Regions from separate parts of the Mus musculus genome. Here region 2 is linked to region 1. A link is a contact called in public promoter capture Hi-C data. All regions are on one chromosome and are shown on one strand. The core of a region is the stretch at or near the end of the contact, and the rest is flanking DNA. Distances in the headings are between cores, read along the strand shown. Region 1 overlaps Hipk2 (homeodomain interacting protein kinase 2). Region 2 holds the start of Adck2 (aarF domain containing kinase 2).

Evidence for each region. Promoter capture Hi-C pulls out the DNA fragments that hold promoters and counts their contacts.
Region 2: a contact with region 1 is called in a promoter capture Hi-C map of liver, with 2.2 times the contacts expected there. The contact joins the promoter of Adck2 here to the enhancer-like site in region 1. A contact is called at or near these places in 4 of 39 promoter capture datasets (3T3-L1-derived adipocytes, hippocampal neurons, liver and 1 more).

What each region holds. Positions count from the first base shown.
Region 1 is chr6:38,858,856-38,862,557 of GRCm38.p6, reverse strand. All of the region lies in intron 1 of Hipk2 (homeodomain interacting protein kinase 2), which reads left to right. Among named protein-coding and RNA genes, the nearest start is that of Hipk2, 15 kb to the left of the region's middle. Within about 2 kb of position 2,032, at least 2 of the 459 cell types and tissues checked have an H3K27ac peak or open chromatin away from gene starts, as enhancers often do. A contact at or near this core is called in liver, where this site is marked.
Region 2 is chr6:39,572,157-39,575,858 of GRCm38.p6, reverse strand. Adck2 (aarF domain containing kinase 2) reads right to left here and starts at 1,983. Exons shown (of 8, transcript NM_178873.3): 1 at 653-1,983. The coding sequence starts at 1,558.

The sequences.
Region 1 (3,702 bases), core at 783-3,282:
CTTCTATTTATTTATTTGTGTGTGTGTTTGTATGTTCGTGTGTGTGGAAAAGAGGGTAAGAGGGTAAGGAGGAGGAATGCATATATATATATACACATATACATACATATATATGTGTACATACACACACATGTATATGTATGTACATATGTATGTATTCCATGGCTTGTGTGGAGGTCAGAGGTCAACTTCGGAGTTGTTTTTTCCGTCTACTAATACCTGGGTTGCAGGGATTGAGTTTAGGTTACCAGGTTTAGTGACAGGTGCTTTAACTGCTGAGCTATCTTGCTAACCACTGAACTCACAGCCAGCAATGCTGTAACTAAAGCCCAAATGTGCTTATCAAATGCATGCTTTTTTCTCATAAGGAACAGCACATCTTTCTTATATCTTGAAGCTCATATGAATACCTCATCACAGTGTTTAAAACTTCAGCATTTTTAGCCGGGCAGTGGTGGTGCACACCTTTAATCCCAGCACTCGGGAGGCAGAGGCAGGCGGATCTCTGAGTTTGAGGCCAGCCTGGTCTACAGAGTGAGATCCAGGAGAGCCAAGATCTACACAGAGAAACCCTGTCTCTAAAAAACCAAAAAAAAAAAAAAAAAAAAACCCCAAAAAACAAAAACAAAAACAAAAACAAAAATCTTTAGCATTTTTAAACAGCAAAATCAACAAATAAAAAAAACCACAAAAAGACCAAAAAAAAAAAAAAAGTACCATATATGGTATATAGGGCAGTTGTTCCCTATGTAAGAGCTGAAATAAGAAGTCAGAGCATCACTTTGCTGGGTTTCAGCTAGGCACACATGAGGGCAGCATGGCCTCCCAGCTATTCTGCTATTGCATAGGAATGAGAGAAAGTGCCCTGAGTATTGATTTTGGAATTGCAAACCAGTTTTAGTGAACAGATGAATTTACAGCACAGAATCCTGAGTAAGGAAGGTGGACTGTGACTTGTGAACCCAATTGTTCCTACTGTCATACCTACCCTGGGACTGGCAAACTTTCTCAATAAAGGTCCAGATAATATATCTCTTGGACTTTGGGCAACACTGCGCGTACTGTAGTTGCCATGTGGAAGCAACAGAAAGGTGGGCTATATTTTATTTGCAAAAGTATACTTTGAGCTGAATTGGGCACCATTAACCTACTCTGTTATTAAATACTCTGTTATTTTGACTGATTTGGTGTGTGTGTGTGTGTGTGTGTGTGTGTGTGTGTGTGTACATGCATGCATGTGCCTGTGGTGAATGTTAGAGGTTGATGTCAGGTGTCTGTGTAATCGTTCTGTTTTCTTGAGACAGTCTTTCACAGAACTCACTGATTTGGCTGGACTGGCTAGCCAGTAATTCCTAGAACCTGCCTATTTCAGCTTCCCCAGCAGAGGGGTCATCATGGGTATGCATTACTGCACCCATTTTGGATGCTGGGATGAACTCAGGTCCTCGTGATTGTGCCTCTAGCCTTTTACAGTTGTCTCCCAGCCGCATGATCTAGCTTCCTAAATTGGCTACTCATGGCTCTCCTTCTCTTCTTCCTCCTCTTCCTCTTCCTCCTCCTTCTCCTCTTCCTCCTCTTCCTTCTCCCCCTTTTCTTTTAAAGTTTGTTTTGTTTATTTTGAGACAAGTATTTCAACATAGTCCATTTCAACAGTCTTGTGATGTAGACCAGGTTGGCCTCGAACTCACAAGTATCTGCCTGCCCTGTCTCCCAAGTGCTGGGATTAAAGGCATGTGCCACCACGCCATCTCTCATGCTCAATCTTGAGTCTCTCCAGCATGTCCCAATGTACCACAATGATATTAAGTGAATGTTAGATCTGTCACTCTGCCACTTCAGATATGCAAGTGCTTCCCATCCACTTTCAGTACAGTTCTGTAGAATAGCAGAGGTCACAGCGCTCCCTGCTTATTTCTCCAGTCTCCTTTGATGCCATTATTTTGACTCTTTCAGTTCTGTGGCTGTCCTGTTTCGGGGTTTGCTGCTCCATGCCATTATGTACAGTCTCTCTGCATGGAGTACCTGGCAAGCTCCTACTCACTCTTCAGTCAGAGTCCAAATGTTACTCCCTGCCCCTGACATTCCCTAGCCCTCACTGTCAATCACATGCTGATTTCCAACATCAGAACACCCTGTTTTGTTTTTTGTTCATTTGTTTTTCATTCATAATGTAACCTTTTCAGGTATCATTGGTTTGGGTGACCTTGTTTTCCACTTTCTTCTTCCATGAGGCTGCAGACTCCAATAGGAGAGGAGTGTGTTGTGACAGTCTCTGTGGTGTCCACCATATTATAGTTATGCACTACAGAGATGCTAAGTCAGTAGACAATCACACTATAAGGTGTGTTCACACACATTTTATATGTTGCTGCAGTAGAAAAATGCAGTGCTGATTCCAAACAAAAATTACGGTGTCCATGGTTGTGAAGTTGTGCCTTTATTGTCAGAGGGCAATTCTGAGGCAGATGCTCTGTCATCAGGCCTGTCTTGGTAAGTCAGCTCTCTCCTAGACAGGAGTGCTATGGGAAGTTTGTTAGTTTCCATTTCCCCTGAGCCTTTTGGACTTCATTGGTGAGGTTTTCAGGTGGGGAGGTGGAAGTGAAGTATTATTGCTTGTGGAGGCATTTCAGCTGGCCCTGTGAAAATCCACTCTGCTCCACTTTTATCCCTCTTAGACCTCAACTGGTAGGTGCTTTATTTTTATTGAAATCCTACCATCTAGGAAAAAAAAAATCTTTGATTTGCCAGAGAATGATCTAAGCAATGGTGCTCCAATGTGGAGATTATTCTGTTATTCCAAGAATCCTGCATGCTACCAGGAAGATAATATTTCAGATGGGCTTTTATAGGTTAATGGGAATCTTGAAGCTTTATTTAACGCCTTTGAAACACTGCAGTATAGAACATTAGAAATAAGCAATAGGTGTACAACGCATGTTCCTGCTGCTGCTACAGGTTTCCTCATGCTTTTAAAATATCACTCTTATTAGATATTACCATAGCCAGACTTTTCAGGTCTTTCTCTATAAATAGGAATATGAAAAAATTTAAATGACATAATGTTAGTCATTTTATAATCTTTTTTCTTGCTAATTTTATATTTCAGCAAAGCTTATTTAATAATTTGTTCATACTGTATTTCCATAATTGAAATGTCTTTTGAATCTGATACACTGAAGTCAGCATTCACTGCAGGCTGCTGTCCTGTACCTACCTAGTTGTGAACTTCCTTGTAGTCCGTTAGCCCTGTGCAGTTGCTGGATAGACTCTTAAACCTGCCACGTGAGTCGGCTGAGGTTTCTGTAGAGAGGATGAGCGTATTTCTTTAGTCTCTAGTTTCCTATGCCTAAGGTTTTGTTAGGTTCAGGTTGACTGGAATGCACCAGACCCACAATTGGCAAGGCTGTGGTTGTACCACACTCCACATTCACAGCAATACATTGAGATACTTATTTTCCTGAGATGTCACCCATGCTATCTGAGGTTAAACTTTTGGAGCTTTGTTGGTAGTGACACTTAACATTTCAATTTAGTTTTATAATTATTTCTTTTATCATAAATAAATAAGATTATGTTTTCATATATTTAACTAGCATTTTATATTTGTTTTATGTAAACTGTATTCTGAACTTCACACATTTTCTCAATATTTTGTTTATCTTTTCTTCCTTATTCCTAATAGTTCTTTATACACTGTATTTG
Region 2 (3,702 bases), core at 734-3,233, 710 kb before region 1:
TGGGAGGACAATTAAAATAGCAGGGTCTTGTCTACAATTAAAGGCAAAATGAGGCCTCACAATAAACCTCAGTGGCTGAGGGTTTGCCTAGCATGTGTGAACTAAGTTTGACTGCCCCTTAGGTTCAATCCTCACTACAATAAATAAATAAATAAATAAATAAATAAATAAAAGAAATAGCTTGAATTTAACAGGTATTGGTTGAGCTACAATAGCAATAGCAGCCCTAATCCAAACTCAAAATGCTTCAATATCTGACCCGGTAAAGGACTGACAAGTGAAAAATTCCAAACCTGACCTCAGGTGATGCAAGGTCATTACACAGGTGCACTAAAAGTACTTCATGAAATGACCTATAGTCTACATGTCTAAGTTGTGGAGTGTGTGTGTGAGACATAAATGAATTTCACGTTTCGTGTTTAGACTTGGGTCCTATCCCAGGCTATCTCATCCAAGATATACAAATGCTCTACAATCCAGAACCGTATGAAATCCAAAACGCTCCCATTCCCAAGCATTTTTGGAGAAGGAATACTCAGTCTTAGAACAGAAAGCAATGTGCCCCTCACGAGGGTCTCTTTCGGATCTGGGGCAGACAGCTCAGTGGGTAGGTACTTGATTAAAGTGCTAGGCAAGGTCTGAGAGCACTTACTTTCACTGCCACTGGGATGAGGTGATCTGACTTAGGCAGATGCCAGGGAGCCTGAGACACACCCACTTCTGACCCACCAAGGTCAGCTTTAGGAAGAAGCAGTTTTTCTAGAAATGCTTCGTCGGCAAGGTTTTCTGAAGGCTTCCGGTCTTTCATAAAGGGCTCTCTCTGCATCACCACGGCCCTGGTTCCTGGGGCAGAGAGCTCCCCAAGTCTCCAGATCCTGTCTTCCTCCAACAAGGAAATACTAGCGAACGCTTTGTACACTTGGGCCACACAACCTGAACCTACAGGTTCCCGGGTCTCGAAAAAGAGGAGGCTGCCCCAATCCTCCCCAAATGCCTGCTGGAGTAAGTATTCCGTCCTTGCCCAAGGGTGGGGGGTCACCTGGACATGCAGCTTGGAGAACTGGGTACAGAAAGCCTCTGAAAAGAGGTCGCGCCGGGTGCTGGCCCATTGGCCCAATTTGATATATGTTGGGCCTGAGGTCTCTGTAGCTTTGAAAAGCAGATGGAGCCAGAGGGTGGAGAGGCCAGGGGCCAAGTAGGTGAGAGGGTACAAGAAGAGGAGGGGGAAGAATTTCGCCAAGAGCACACCAGCGCGGAGCCCTAGGCGGAGACACAGTAAGACGCGGGCCAGAGGCCCTTCTTGGGCCACCTTCTCCACTAGTCCATTTTCCGCCAGGTCACTCCAGTGAGTCTTTCTCTGGCACAAGCTGCCAGGCGCCCCCTCTCCAACACTGCCATGGGCTGAGATTAATTTGGGCAAAGTACCTAGCAGAAACCAACATAGTCTGGCATTGCGAGAGCATCCCAGGGGTCTGGAATGCCCAAGTTCCTTTCTGAACTCAAAGCATCTTAAGTGTGACAAGCAGACCCTGACAGACAAACGCCAGGGGGTCACCATCCTCTCTAGACCCCTTGGCCTAGACTGCTTGTTCTCTACCTAAAGGGAAGCCATTGTGGAGACGCTCCGTGCCGAAGCGGGGATGAGTCGGACCGCGCCCCCTAGCGCAGCCCAGGAGGGGAGGGATAACGGGGACCTGAGCCGGGGACCACGGGTGACAAGCTGTCCAGCGCCAGAGCTCAGAGTGCAGGGAGTCGCCGAGCGCCAGGGACGGAGATGCGGACCCGCGGCCTAGAGAGAACGACGAAGCCTCAGAGGGCCGCGGGAAGACCTGAGAGGCGCGCTCCGGCGGGCTCACGGGCCAGGCTCCCGGGGGGCGGCGGAGATGCCGAGCCGATGGCTCGGGACCTGCACAGAGCGGGCAGTGACAACCAGGCAGAGAGAGAGAGCACTAAGCGTCCGGGCCAGCGCTGCTCCCAGCTTCCGGTACCTGGTTCCGCCCTCTCTGCCCACGACATGCTCCTTAAAGGGGCCACGGCGCGAACTAGGGCAAAAGCGCCTGGGCACATCGAGTTCCTGTGATGATTTAGAGAAAAAACGCAGACGCGAGCTCTGTAGCCCTCTTTTCCGCGTCTGCCTTTCCTCTTCACAGCCTCGTAGCTTAAATCCTAGAAATATTAAACTACACTGAATATTACAAGTGGGTCCAAAGGAAGGACAGATTTTTCAGCTGCTGAGTTCTTGAGTCTCAGGCTACGCTGACTTAGCGGCGGTGTTTAGACCTTAGGGAATGGCTTATACACTTAACTAAGACTTATTGAGCCAAATCAGGTCTTTCTTGAATTTAATTTAATATTTGTTGAGTCACAAGAATATATACTAAACTAGATAGGTAACGATATTATTTTATGTCAAGCCCAACGAAATAAATGAGTTCGATCCGTGGAACCTACATGAAGGAAGGATGTCACCAATTCCTTTTAAGTCGTGTCCCCCACATACAAAATAAATGTCATAGAAATAAAAATGTAGCAAGGGCCACAGAAGCAGTGAGGAGCTGGTTGAATCATAGGCTGGGCTACTTTGGAGAAGAAAAAAAGGGTGTTGGGAGAGGAGCCAAATAAAAGTTCCAAAGTAGGAAAGACTTTTGATGTTCTGAGGGGTGTGTGTGTGTGTGTGTGTGTGTGTGTGTGTGTGTAGGTGATAGAGCATGGGAACTGAGCCTACATAGCCAGGGAAAGGGCTTGCAATTTCTTCTCAGCGCTCTGGAACTTAAAAAGCTGCCTGCCCTGGGGCACCACAGTCCCTACTACCTATCAACAGCTTTTGTCCCTGTGTGGAAAGAAATTTGCACAAAAGTCTGACCAAGGGTAGATTTAAAGACATCCCAGGTGAAAAGGATTATAGAAAAAGAGAAACAAGGACAAGGCCAGGGTTCCTATCACTGGACATGTCATTCAACCTCAAGACACACACCCCCTGGCCATCCAGAAGGCTCAGAAGATATAGTAATTTCTCCAAAGGTAAGATCAGGGCCACTAACAGTCAGGAATAGTGGAGTGGCCAATGGCTCTTCCTGTATGGTCAATAACAGTCCAGTTCCTAACTCTAAAAGATGGGGTACACCCTTTGGGTTTCCCAAGGCAGACATGATGCCTTACACTGCTTTGAAATGTGGTCAGGTGTCAGGCACGGTGCCCTCACTTTCAATTCCAGTAGGAAAGAAGGAAGGAAGGAAAGAAGGAAGGAAGGAAGGAAGGAAGGAAGGAAGGAAGGAAGGAAGGAAGGAAGGGGGAGGTAAGGAAGGAGGGAAGGAGGGAAGGGAAGGAAGGGGTGGGCAAAATCTGTGAGTTGGAGGTCAGTCTGCTTTGTATAGCAAGCTCCAGGCCAACAGGGACTACATAGTGAGACCCTGTTTCAAAAAAGCAAAATAGGGCTTGGAGAGCGATGGCTCAGTGGTTAAGAGCACTAGTTGTTCTTGCAAAGGCTCTGGGTTCCATTCTTAGCACCCGCATGGGGTTTACAGCCATTCCTAATGAACAAGTTCCAGGGGGGTCTGTGCTCAGACCCATATACATGTATAACACTCACACATAATATAAAATAAATAAATCTACCTAATAAGAATTTTTAGAAAAGAAAAAGAAATGTGGGCAGGCACTAATTACAAAGTATCCCCTTTCTCCTGACTCACTTGCCTGTTC